Regions from separate parts of the Sus scrofa genome. Here regions 1, 2 and 4 are each linked to region 3. A link is a contact called in public HiChIP or PLAC-seq data. All regions are on one chromosome and are shown on one strand. The core of a region is the stretch at or near the end of the contact, and the rest is flanking DNA. Distances in the headings are between cores, read along the strand shown.

What was found. HiChIP or PLAC-seq counts read pairs in DNA pulled down with a chosen protein or histone mark.
Region 1: a contact with region 3 is called in an H3K27ac HiChIP or PLAC-seq map of skeletal muscle. The contact joins two enhancer-like sites. A contact is called at or near these places in 21 of 47 Hi-C or Micro-C datasets (alveolar macrophages, brain, embryonic fibroblasts and 11 more) and 1 of 2 datasets of contacts at active chromatin or transcription factors (skeletal muscle).
Region 2: a contact with region 3 is called in an H3K27ac HiChIP or PLAC-seq map of skeletal muscle. The contact joins the promoter of ABTB1 here to the enhancer-like site in region 3. A contact is called at or near these places in 2 of 5 promoter capture datasets (liver and skeletal muscle), 24 of 47 Hi-C or Micro-C datasets (adipocytes, alveolar macrophages, brain and 14 more) and 1 of 2 datasets of contacts at active chromatin or transcription factors (skeletal muscle).
Region 4: an H3K27ac HiChIP or PLAC-seq map of skeletal muscle shows a contact between it and region 3. The contact joins two enhancer-like sites. A contact is called at or near these places in 2 of 47 Hi-C or Micro-C datasets (embryonic fibroblasts and fetal heart ventricle) and 1 of 2 datasets of contacts at active chromatin or transcription factors (skeletal muscle).

Annotation. Positions count from the first base shown.
Region 1 is chr13:72,558,649-72,561,348 of Sscrofa11.1, forward strand. The region is part of intron 6 of MGLL (monoglyceride lipase); the gene reads left to right. Among named protein-coding and RNA genes, the nearest start is that of ABTB1, 19 kb to the right of the region's middle. Within about 2 kb of position 1,368, at least 10 of the 83 cell types and tissues checked have an H3K27ac peak or open chromatin away from gene starts, as enhancers often do. A contact at or near this core is called in fetal skeletal muscle and skeletal muscle, where this site is marked.
Region 2 is chr13:72,577,820-72,580,519 of Sscrofa11.1, forward strand. ABTB1 (ankyrin repeat and BTB/POZ domain-containing protein 1) reads right to left here and starts at 1,406. Exons shown (of 12, transcript XM_021069446.1): 1 at 1,270-1,406; 2 at 267-329; 3 at 132-187. The coding sequence starts at 1,325. It overlaps PODXL2 (podocalyxin-like protein 2), which reads right to left. Exons shown (of 8, transcript XM_021069445.1): 7 at 2,379-2,558; 8 at 1,491-1,869. The coding sequence ends at 1,657.
Region 3 is chr13:72,327,687-72,330,386 of Sscrofa11.1, forward strand. All of the region lies in intron 4 of KBTBD12 (kelch repeat and BTB domain-containing protein 12), which reads right to left. Among named protein-coding and RNA genes, the nearest start is that of KBTBD12, 37 kb to the right of the region's middle. Within about 2 kb of position 1,370, at least 12 of the 83 cell types and tissues checked have an H3K27ac peak or open chromatin away from gene starts, as enhancers often do. A contact at or near this core is called in fetal skeletal muscle and skeletal muscle, where this site is marked.
Region 4 is chr13:72,524,225-72,526,924 of Sscrofa11.1, forward strand. The region is part of intron 3 of MGLL (monoglyceride lipase); the gene reads left to right. Among named protein-coding and RNA genes, the nearest start is that of MGLL, 45 kb to the left of the region's middle. Within about 2 kb of position 1,322, at least 16 of the 83 cell types and tissues checked have an H3K27ac peak or open chromatin away from gene starts, as enhancers often do. A contact at or near this core is called in skeletal muscle, where this site is marked.

The DNA.
Region 1 (2,700 bases), core at 118-2,617, 230 kb after region 3:
CTCCTCCTCCTCTGCTCACCCCTGCCCATGGTCGCACACCCTCACATTTCAGGTTTCTGTCTCATCAGGGAAACGGGTGCTGCCTTAGGAACACTAATAAGTTTCTCTGAGGGGATGGTGGCTGGTCAGCCTGAAGGCTGGACTCCTGTGGAAAGATGTGACAGAAGGGGTTTCAGCCATCCTGTTCCTGAGTCCCCTGTCAACACTCTGACATAGCAGTGCCCAGGGGGAAATGTGTTCAGGGGAGGCAACTTCCGAATCTAGCAGGGGTGTCTTGGGGCACTTCTTTAGCTAAGACGTTGCTCCTGGAACCCTACAGCCATGAAGCCTCAGAAAGAGAAGAGCCATTTGCCTAACAGGCTCACGGAGGCAGGACCTGCAGGAAGGGGCTGCAGGCTGGGATGGGGGCCAGCTCCTGGGAACATTCTCTAGGGAAGCACGCTGGCTCTGCCAGCCCAGTGTCAAAGGCAAGATGTTTGGGGTTTGCGGTGGCGGCCAGGATTGTCAGCATGGTGTCTTCCTTTGGCAGCATCACCTCACAGCCGAGGGCATGCAGACATAACACTCTCTGGGTGTGGGGAAGAAAAGGCAAAATGCCTGGAAGCATCTCAACACCTTCAGTGTAGCACCGTTGCAGCCCTCCATCTCACCACAGTGAGAAATCAGTCTTGATACCAGTATTTGCATTTGCAGACATTTGGGCCCAGAGAGGGCAAGTCACTTACCCAAGGACACACAGCTGCTGAGTAAGGATTTGAGCCCAGGTCTCTCAACTCCAAGCCTTGGCTCTGAAGTGCTCCTGGGAACAAAGAAATTGCTACTTGGCATTTTTTACATTTGTCTACGCATTCAGAGTCCCTGATCAGAACACTAAAGTAACTGATGGATTAATTATTCTACTCTCAGCATAGGTGTTTTGGAATGCGATGCATCTTTCCCACTCTGAAAAGCCTGGAATGTTCTAAATATTTCTCCAGTCACAGCTGATGGAGGGAGGGTTGAGGACCTCACGAAGCCTGCACACCATGGATAGTCATCCATCTCTCAGTCTTTGCCCCATTCTCCTTCCAAGTGCCATCCTCTGCCATGGGACGTCCACTATTTATTTGTTGAGGCCGTTTGCCTTCTGGACCCAGGGCTATATTCTCCACAATTGTGCTGGGTGCCCTCCAAGCACATCCTGGCTGGTTTACACTCAGGCCAGTGGCCATATGGCTGGTTTATACTCATACCTGTTCCGTGCACCCAGAGAGCCGACCAGAGAGGCCACTGCTGGCTTTCATTTCTGGCCCCCCATGCAGGGTGTCCTGTGTCCTCAGGGATCAGCCTCCCTGCTCCCTGTCTGTCTTCTGCTCACGTAGCTGGAGGCCATGTGCCCATGGCCCTTGCAGACTCCTGTCAGCTCGTGGAAGGCTTTGCTCTCTGAGGCTTTTGACTAATTATAACTGTGGCTAAAGATAGGCCCAGCCTCCCTCAGAGCCCCTTTGAGACCTCTGATTACCCTCCAGGACGCCCATTGGCTTAGCTGCTTGTGCTTTGTGAGCTGCCATCTTCATAGTTTGTATCCTCACAGAAGACTCGCCTGATCATTTACCAATGTCTTAAAACATAGCAAGCCTCACAGCTCGGCACACCGAGGGCAGCTGGTGGGGGAGCCAGTGAGGGGTCTGCCACTTTCCAGCACCCTGCACGTTGGGGTTCTTTGACCTACCCCCACCCCATGTTCCATGCTTGCTCCCAACCCTACTCCCATGGCTGGCTCTAAGCACAAAAGAGGCAGGTCCCTGGGGTCAGCAGCTGAATGGCAGCAGGAAAGCCAGGAACTGTGTTGAGAGACTATCAGGGGTAGTTCCAGCTGCCAGACCCAAGATATAGTAAGGCACCCATTCTGTAGGCCCATCCAGCTTCCCTCCTGAACACCTTCCCAGGGTCTAGCAAGAAAGCAGGAGCACAACCTGGCAAAGCCTCTTGGGAGCACCAATGGTGACCTCAAGGCAGGCTGGGACCTGGGGGTTGAAGTCCTATTTACATGTGGATCAGATCTGACTGACTTGTGGAGGCCCAGGATACTGGCTGAGCAGATGCCAGCCCTGGACAGTTCTCTGACCACAGGGGTCACCTGCCCAGGGGATGTGGTGTGGCCAGAAGTCCTGAGCCAGACAAGAGCCATCAGAAACAAGGACCTGCAGTTTTATTTTGGGCAGAAGGAAGACTAGTCAGGTTAGCCACGTGTATGTAAACTGTCACTTAATTGTGGGCATGTGAATCCTTTTCCTAAGAATTACTTGTCTGGCTCAGGACTTTTGGCCCCCCACTTGGGCACCTGTGCCGGGGGTCATTGCTGGGAGGTGGGAAGTCTGTGTGGGAAGGCACGTGCCTGTGTTCAGAGGACCCACCAGCCCCCATTCCTTGGCAGGCCGAGAAGGGCGGCAGCCTCTGGGGCCCACGAGTCACTTCATCTGTCAGGCCCAGATGTCTGTACCCTCATGAGGTATGCCCCCCTCTCTCCTCACATCCAAGCCCACAGAACTCACTTTACTTTCCCTTCTCTAGATACCACAGCAGAGTGAATGGTTAAGGATGCTGAGGATAGGGCCTGACTGCCTGTTATTATCCTGGCTCTGTCTTTACTTGCTGTGTAACTTTGGGCAACTCACCCAACCTCTCTGAGCCTCAGTCTCTTCATATATAAAATGAAAT
Region 2 (2,700 bases), core at 156-2,655, 250 kb after region 3:
CTGGAAGCAGCACGCAGAACTAGTTCCCAAAGCAGAGCTAAAAGCACTTGCTGATGGGATGCAGGTGAAGGGGAGAGATCCAGAGCCACTGTGAACACCCGCATGCAGCCCCCCGCCCCCAACCCACTTACCATTGGCCAGCAGGTAGAGCACAAGTTCCTCATGGCCACAGAGGCAGGCATAGTACCTGAGGGGAAGGGACCCAGTGCTGTCAGGCCTGCAGCGCCACCAACCCTGACCACCCCTGCTCCCCCCACGGCACTCACAGCGGGGTGCTGTCCCACTTGTCCCGCACGTTCACCTCCACGTCACGCTGCTCTAGCAGATACCTGGGCAGGGAAGTCAGAGCTGAGTCAGGCCAGGTTCCTGGTCTGGAGAGCAAACCTTCAGGAGGGGAAGGAAGGAAGCCTCCCCAGGTGAGGGCGGGTGAGGGCTGAGCAGAACAGGAAAGGCACTTGAGACAAGGAGACCACGGAGTGGCAATGGGAAACCCAGCATCAGAGGCCCCAGAACTGAAGGGGCCTCTGGGCAGAAAGCCTTTGGGAAGGAGGAGAGGAAGGGGCCTCTGCCTCTGTGGGAGCCCTCTGGCTGCTTGGGGTGGCAAGGCCGAGCACGAGCTGCTGCAGGCATACTGGTGATGTGGAAATGACAAAAAGGTAGGTTCTAGAAGGTGGATGTCAGGAGACAGGGCAGCAGGTGGGGTGGGGAAGTGGGAATCAACAAGGGTGGTGATGGAGCCACCACAGAGGAGGAAGTGCCTTGGGGGAGACACCTGGGCCGACCTCAAGAGCGCTCCCAGCAGCATCACAAGTGGCACCTGCAGCGGGGGAGCTGTGCGGGTCAGGAATTGGCGAAGGTGGGCAGGTGCCTCCCATCCCAATCAGGCAGCCCACGGAGATGGCGACTGCAGCGCCCAGTCAGCTCTAGCCGCACTTGGGGAGTTTCCGAATCTCCGAGGACTAGAGACCCCAGCTCCGGGTCCACAGCGCATCAGAAACGAATCGCGGAGTCCCAGGCCGGCCCCCAGGGTCTGGCGCCCGGGCCCTTCTCTTCTCTCCGCGCTCTCCTCTCCCCCTCCGGGCGTTCTCGTCGCAGTACCTTCCTCCGGGACCCCCTGGAGGAGTCACGCCAGAGCTCCCCGATCCCCGGCTCCACCCCAGAGCACTGTGGCAACCTAGGCAGCCCTGCTTCGGCGTCTGGGCGCCCACGGGGGAAGGGTCTGCGGCGGGGTCACCCACCCGGCACCCTCCCGGGGCCAAGGGTCCTCACCGCACTCGGCCCACGTCCCCCTTCCTGCAGCTGGAGAACAGGTCGCACGTATCCATGGCGCGGACGGCCCGGACCCCCGCCAGGCGACCTCAGAGCCCCGGCCGGATATAAACACGCCCCGCCCCGCCCGGGCGCTCGGCAGCGGCGCCTGGCGCTCGGAGGACCGACTCGGGCGCGCTGCCCCGCCCCCACCCCAGCCCAGAGTAAGAACGAGTCGCTTAGGCGGACCACGGGCCGGCGTGCTCTCCCGGCGGCTTTAATAGGGTCCCGGGCGCCCCGCGGGGCGTCGGGTCGGGGGGGTGGGGGGTGCCGAGATGCGTCGAGAGTCACTGGAGGGGGAGGCAGAGGACCCCACGCCGAGGCCCGGGCCGGGCGGGGCTCAGCCCCTCACAGGTGCGTGTCCTCCTCAAACACGTCTGAGTCCTCGGGGTCACGCTTGCCCCCCATGAGCGCGCTCCATCCCCCCGGGCCGTTGACCGCGCCGCCGCCATTCAGGCTGGGCTGCTTCTCCTGCATCTCCGACTGGCTGTCGCTGGCCACGTCCAGCGTGGGGTTGTCGTGGCAGCCGTTCTCCACGAAGCGCAGCTCCTCGCCGTGCGACTGCGGCGGGAGGGGCGGCTGGGCGGGCGCGCCGGCCCCGCCGCCCCACATCCCTCCAGACCCTCCCTAGACAGGGGACCCCTGTCGGACCCTCGACGGACAGCGGACAGACAGCCCCTTCTGGTCCTGTAGCTCAACTCCTTTCTTAAAATGACCATTGACCCTTTACACTTATCAGCCTTGTGGCCTCCCTGACACCGTCTATCCCTCCACCACCCCAGAGACTCCTAGAAAATAAGGGAGGTGTGCACTGCCTGCACCCCACTCCCACCCCCAACCGGGGCGTCTGCAAGGCCGCCCTGCCCAGGAGGAACTGGGCCCACAACCCACACCTCCAGCATCTGACAACCAGGAGCTGGGCCCTGGACAAGGACTTCAACTCACAGTACCCACCCCCTAGTAACTGCCACCTCACTCACAAATAAGGACCCCAAGTTTCAGGTGCCCGGCTAGCTGGACCCCCTATACCACCCGGACCAGGCCCCCTGCCCACCCACCCTCACGCTCACCACGTGTTTCAGCTTGGGCAGCCGGCGCTGCCAGCAGTTATAGAGCAAGCCCAGCACGATGATGACCACACAGATGGCACCGATGACCACCAGCACCACAAAGAGCGTCCCGTAGTCACTGCGCACCTGGCTGGCCCGGGCCTGGCAGCTGCTTGTAGTGGAGTAGTTCTGGATGCCAATCTGGGGACAGGAGGGCCGGCTTCTGAGCTGAGGTCCTGGGGTACTAGGTCTCCCCAGATTGGAGCTCAGGGTGGGCAACATGCCTGGCCTGTGCTCACCAAGGACTCTGCCCACCTCCCTTCTCAGCCTTCCCTCACATACT
Region 3 (2,700 bases), core at 120-2,619:
AACAAAAACAAAAAAACAAAAACAAAAAAGTCTGAGGGGTTTTTGGTCCCTGAGACACAGTCTACTGGGAAATGAAAGGCAAAAATAAAAGCATTATAATTGTATATTGATCAAATAAAGTGCAATTTCTTACTAGTTGTCACAATTACATGTGGAATGGCCAATTCAGAGAATTGGCAGGATGTCAATGATAAAAATTACTGAAGCCAAGGGAGTTCCTGCTGTGGCTCAGTGGGTTATGAACCGACTAGTATTCACGAAGATATGGGTTGAATCCCTGGCCTCACTCAGGGGGTTAAGATCCAGCGTTGCCATGAGCTGTGGTGTAGGCCACAGACAATACTCAGATCCTATGTTGCTGTGGCTGTGGAGTTGGCCCCTAGCCTGGGAACTTCCATAAGCTGCAGGTGCAGCCCTAAAAAGCAAAACAAAACAACAAACAAAACATTATTGAAGCCATGTGTAATTCTGGAGCCATAAGTAAACTCTGGCCTCTTACAGTAGTTATTTTTGGGCTCCCCATCAAGGGTGCCAGATAACCAAAGTGAACACCCTTCATATGATTAACTGGAAAAACATTTCATGGACACTGACAGCAGAAACCCAGTGAGCCATTCACTCTGGCTCAGAGCCACATCGGCTGTTGTTTCTCTAGCGCCACGTCTTCTCGGGATAAAGAAGGCTCAGGAGACCCCATCTGACTTCTCCGGCTATTGAAAACCCACATTGCCTTCTTTGTCGTGCCGGAGCTTAGGAAGGGTGCCTCAGAGCGAAGACACGGGATAGATCAGAACACATCCAACAACCTGCTGTGGGAACCTGTGAACTCGGGCCCTCTGACCAGTGATCCACCCCCAAAAAACATGCTGTCCAAGACCTCATCCTCCTCTGCATCTCTCCTAAAAGCTAGCCCAGGACCCATCTTCTGTGCCATATACCTAGTCAACATTTTGAGCATTTGAACCTCCACTAACTTGATGTTACTGCCACGCTATCCTCACGGCTGCTGTATTTCTCCAAGTGCTGTCCTGTGAGACTCACACCAGAACTGCCCGACGCTTCCCACAGTTCAGGTTCCTAGGTCCCACTGCAGACCTCCTGGCCTAGAATCTGCTCTTTTAATAAACAACCTGGGTAATCTAAGAAACACCAGTGTTTTTTTAAAATACCGTTTAGAATTTTATTAAAAGAAAGAAAAAGGCAAAATCTTAACCACAATGAAACTTGGTTCCTCTTACCTTAGAAAGTGATTCACCTCTAAAGTGATCTCTGAAATGCATTTTGGGCAATTGCTGGAACCTTCTGTGCAACCCTCCCCTCACCACCCTGGGACAGTTGCAATGAGCAGGGCACAGCTGGTCTGCTGGATAAAACTCGTAGCCGTGCTGGGAGACTGATTCTTAGCTGGCTCCTCAGACAGGGAAGTGAAAATCCCTTCTTTAAAAAAGTTGCCACAATACCAGCCACGCTGATGATTTGTGAAGCTTTTGCCCTGATGGGGAGCAAGATAGGAAGGTCAATTCAGTAAAACGACGAAGCCCGGGCTGACTTTGAGAAAGGACATGGGCACGATTGAGGCCACAGCAATGGGCAGGGTTGGGGCAGCACAACTGAGTCACACAAGTCACTTGGGGAGATGTGGAAGATGCTCTGGGGTTCGCCAAACAGAGCGGAGGGTTAAGAGCTGAGGGAACAGAGTAACACAGGCGCAGGATGGAGGCAATTCAGGAATGACCCAGTGCCAAGGCTGGGGTGGGACCTCGAGGCTAGAGGGTCAGATGCTGAGGCCAGCTGGGGCCAGTCTGCAGAAGGTCTACAGGTTTCCACAAATAGACTCTGCTGCTCACTTTCTATATTTGACTTTGTCTGACCCATGAGGCTAAAGCAACTTCTGAACACAATCTGACTTTTAAAAATGCTTGTTGGAAAGCTGAAGTATGAATGTACCTTGTCATTTAAGAAGCAAGCATAACATACTCAAAATCGTAACATACTATGAGATCTAAAACGTTTGTTAGTTTATCTCACAAAAGCTTCTTTCAAAGAGAAAGCCCCTGGTCCCAGATTCAAATCAGTATTTTGTAACAGAGCATCAATAAGGGCTCAAACTGGGTTTTAATGAGGTGGAGCCCACTGAGGGAAGAAGGAGGCAGACAGGAGCAATGAGATTTCAAGCAGGTTTATCCAGGACGGAGTGGCCAGTGAGCACTGAACTGAGAGAACTCAGGCTCCCTGCAGCTTATGGAAAGGGGTAGTTTCTATTTTTAGCACAGGTTTCTCCCACATGGAGAAAGAAACTGAAGATACAAGTTATGTTGTTACAGGAGTTCCCCTCATGGCTCAGTGGTTAATGAATCCAACTAGGAACCAAGAGGTTTTGGGTTCAATCCCTGCCCTTGCTTGGTGGGTTAAGGATCTGGCGTTGCTGTGAGCTGTGGTGTAGGTTGAAGACACAGCTCGGATCCTGCGTTGCTGTGGCTCTGGCATAGGCGGGCAGCTACAGCTCCAATTAGACCCCTAGCCTGGGAACCTCCATGTGCCCAGGGAGCGGCACCAGAAAAGACAAAACAAACAAACAAACAAGTTATGTTGTTACAATTTAACAGTTTCTCCAGCTCTTCTTGTCTTCCAGCTTTGTGTTTCATTTCCTACAGTTACCAGCTAACACTCATTAGATTCTTTCTCAAAACTTTACTAGTA
Region 4 (2,700 bases), core at 72-2,571, 200 kb after region 3:
CCCATGCTCCAGGTGCAGGTTATGAGGTGGGGCTGGGAGCTGCAGGATGGGGGGCATAGGGAGAGCCAGGGTCTGGGAGAGGAGGGCAGGGTCGCAGTGCAGAAATCAGAGCAGGAAATGGATACCAGCCACGAGTCTGGCACCGGGTCAGCAGCAGGACAGCAGGTCCACAGAGCCTTGTTCTTGGACAGCAGAGGTTCCCCAGGGCAGGCCTCTTGGGAAGCAGGGGCACACTCCTGGAGTGCCTTGTGGCCTTCCTTGCCCTGAGCCTCCTGTTCCAGGCTGAGTCTGACCTGGCCTTGACCCTAAAGGACCCACGCCTCTGTGGACGGGCTGCTGGCCAGGCAGTTTGGGAGACAGATGCTCTTAGTCCTTCTGTAATGCCCTCAGCCGGCACCTTAAAACCCACCTCAGAGATATGGTTTGTTCTCCCCAGGCAGCTGCCCCCTGGCTGCCGGGTCCACATACGAGCCTAGTGACCCCCGAGGCACATCAGTCCATGCCCTGCATGTGCTCTGCAAGGCCTGTCCTCCCACCATGCGCCAGACGCTTTCTGTATTTAGACAGTCTGCACCCGGCTTAGGTAACAGTTGCATTGGATTACTTTTTCCCATCTACAAGTCTGAGTATTTTGCTGAAGACATTCAGGTCAGGTGGACTAGGCGTCTGTCCCCATTTCCTGTCAGGGACCGACAGACTTTTCCAGCACACATGAAACCAGGGGCCTGAAGTGTCCCAGGGTGACACCTAGGGTGACAGCCAGAATCTGGGGTTCAAACCCCAGCTCCTTTGCTCATCAGCTGGATAGTGCTGTCAGGGACTGACCCTGGAGCCCCCACTTACAAGAGATGGAGACGGTGGTGGTGGTACCTGGATGCAGGGCTCCTGTGAGTCACCCACGGGGAGAGGGGCCTGCCCAGAGTAGCTATGGCAGCATCCAGGCTCATAATGGAAGCTAAAACAGCAATCACAGTTGCTGTCGGTTTTGGTCCCCAACAAAGCCACACACCACTGTGAGCCTGAGCAGAAGACCCGTCTCCTTGTTCTAGGGGTGGGGAGGTGAGGGTTCAAGGTCCTGCCCAGAAGTGGCATGTTGGGGTCAGGACCCCCGGTTCGCAGCACTGGGTCTTGCATGTCTCCCCAGGCTTGGAAGCAGCTGCTGCCCTTCAGTAAATTAACACTGGCAATAACTGTGACCACAGCTGGACCAAGAAAAGGAGGCACTTAAATTTTAAAACAGGTGGGGCCTAGGCTGGCTGCATGTCTCTGGGGGAGTCTGTGTGATTCTCTGGGGCCCATATCAAATGCTGCAGGCAGCCACAGGGGGCTCCCTGTGGGAGGGGGCATCACCTCGTTCTGTGAGGTGGAGCCTTTCTGAAGTGGAAGCTCAAACAGCATGTGACCGGGGATGGTTGGCCTGCCAACGGCTAAAAATAACCAACTGTGATGCTGCCAAGTGCCAAAGCCGCCAGGAGAAGGAGGGCAGGGGAGCCGCCAGCAGATCCCCTCCCACCAGGGGGAGGACCCCTTGTGGCAGACGAGGTCCTCCACCAGCCTCTGGTGGTGATTTTTAGCTGTACACATCACCAACCTACAAAAAATAAACACCCAGCTACAGTTCCATGCCCCCCTGTCCAGGGTTTTTGGAGCCTTCACTTAGAGAAGTGTTTGTAGGCACCCTGGGATGGAAGAGACCCTTGGGGTGGTACCTCTGCTCTTCCCTGGATGAGCTGTGTGCTGGGCCTCTCTGGGCCTATCCCTCATCTTGTACATGAGACCAGCAGCACCTGCAGCCCATGCGGAATGCATTTGGAGCCGAGTGTAGAAGTTGGGATGCAGTGTCTGCCCCAGGCTGGTCCCCCGAAGGCTTCTTGAGCTTCCACCCTGATTCTGGAAGTCGAGGCTGGAGGCCATGGAGCCCTAGGGAGACACCCCTCTTTCAGCATCTCACCCCACCCTGAACAGGGCTACCCCAACAGTGTGGCCTGGGGAGCCTCAGAAAGAAGGGCAGGCTGGCTAGCACCTCCTGGGAATGGTGCTCACACACTGCAGGCCCCTCTCAGCTGGTCAGCCACAAATGTACCCCCAACTTTTACATGCTCCGAGGACAGTGCCTCGGCAACCTGGGCTTGCTGATCCTTGCATCCTGCCTGGTATCCAGAATGTAGTAGGGGCTCAGTGAACATCTGCTGAATTACAGGGCATTTGATTAAAAACAACTGGTTTCTCTAGGTTTGCCCAGATTCAGACTGCTGAAGCATGTATGTGTACGAATTGGCACTAGAGGATGGGCCCTGTTTGAAGAAAATAAATACTTTCTGGCCTAAAAAAATGCATCATCTCTGTGCTAGTAACTTTCCCCCAGATCACCCCCATTTAACCCTCGTAGCTGTGTGGGGAGGCAGGCACTGCGCCCAGTGAGGAAGCAAGCTAGCCCAGGGGTGGTGAGTAACTTGCCCAAGGCGACACAGCCCTTGGAGCAAAGCTGGATTCAATCGCCATGCTTGTCCCCTGGGTAAGACCTTGACTTTTGGAAGCTGCTTTGATGAGCATGAGGGTTCCCCTAGAAACCTTAAATCATGGAACCCAGTGCAAACTTCATTTGCCATAAATGTCGGCTCCTGGAGTTCCCATTGTGGCGCAGTGGAAAACGAATCTGCCTAGGAACCATGTGGTTGCGTGTTCCATCCCTGGCCTCAC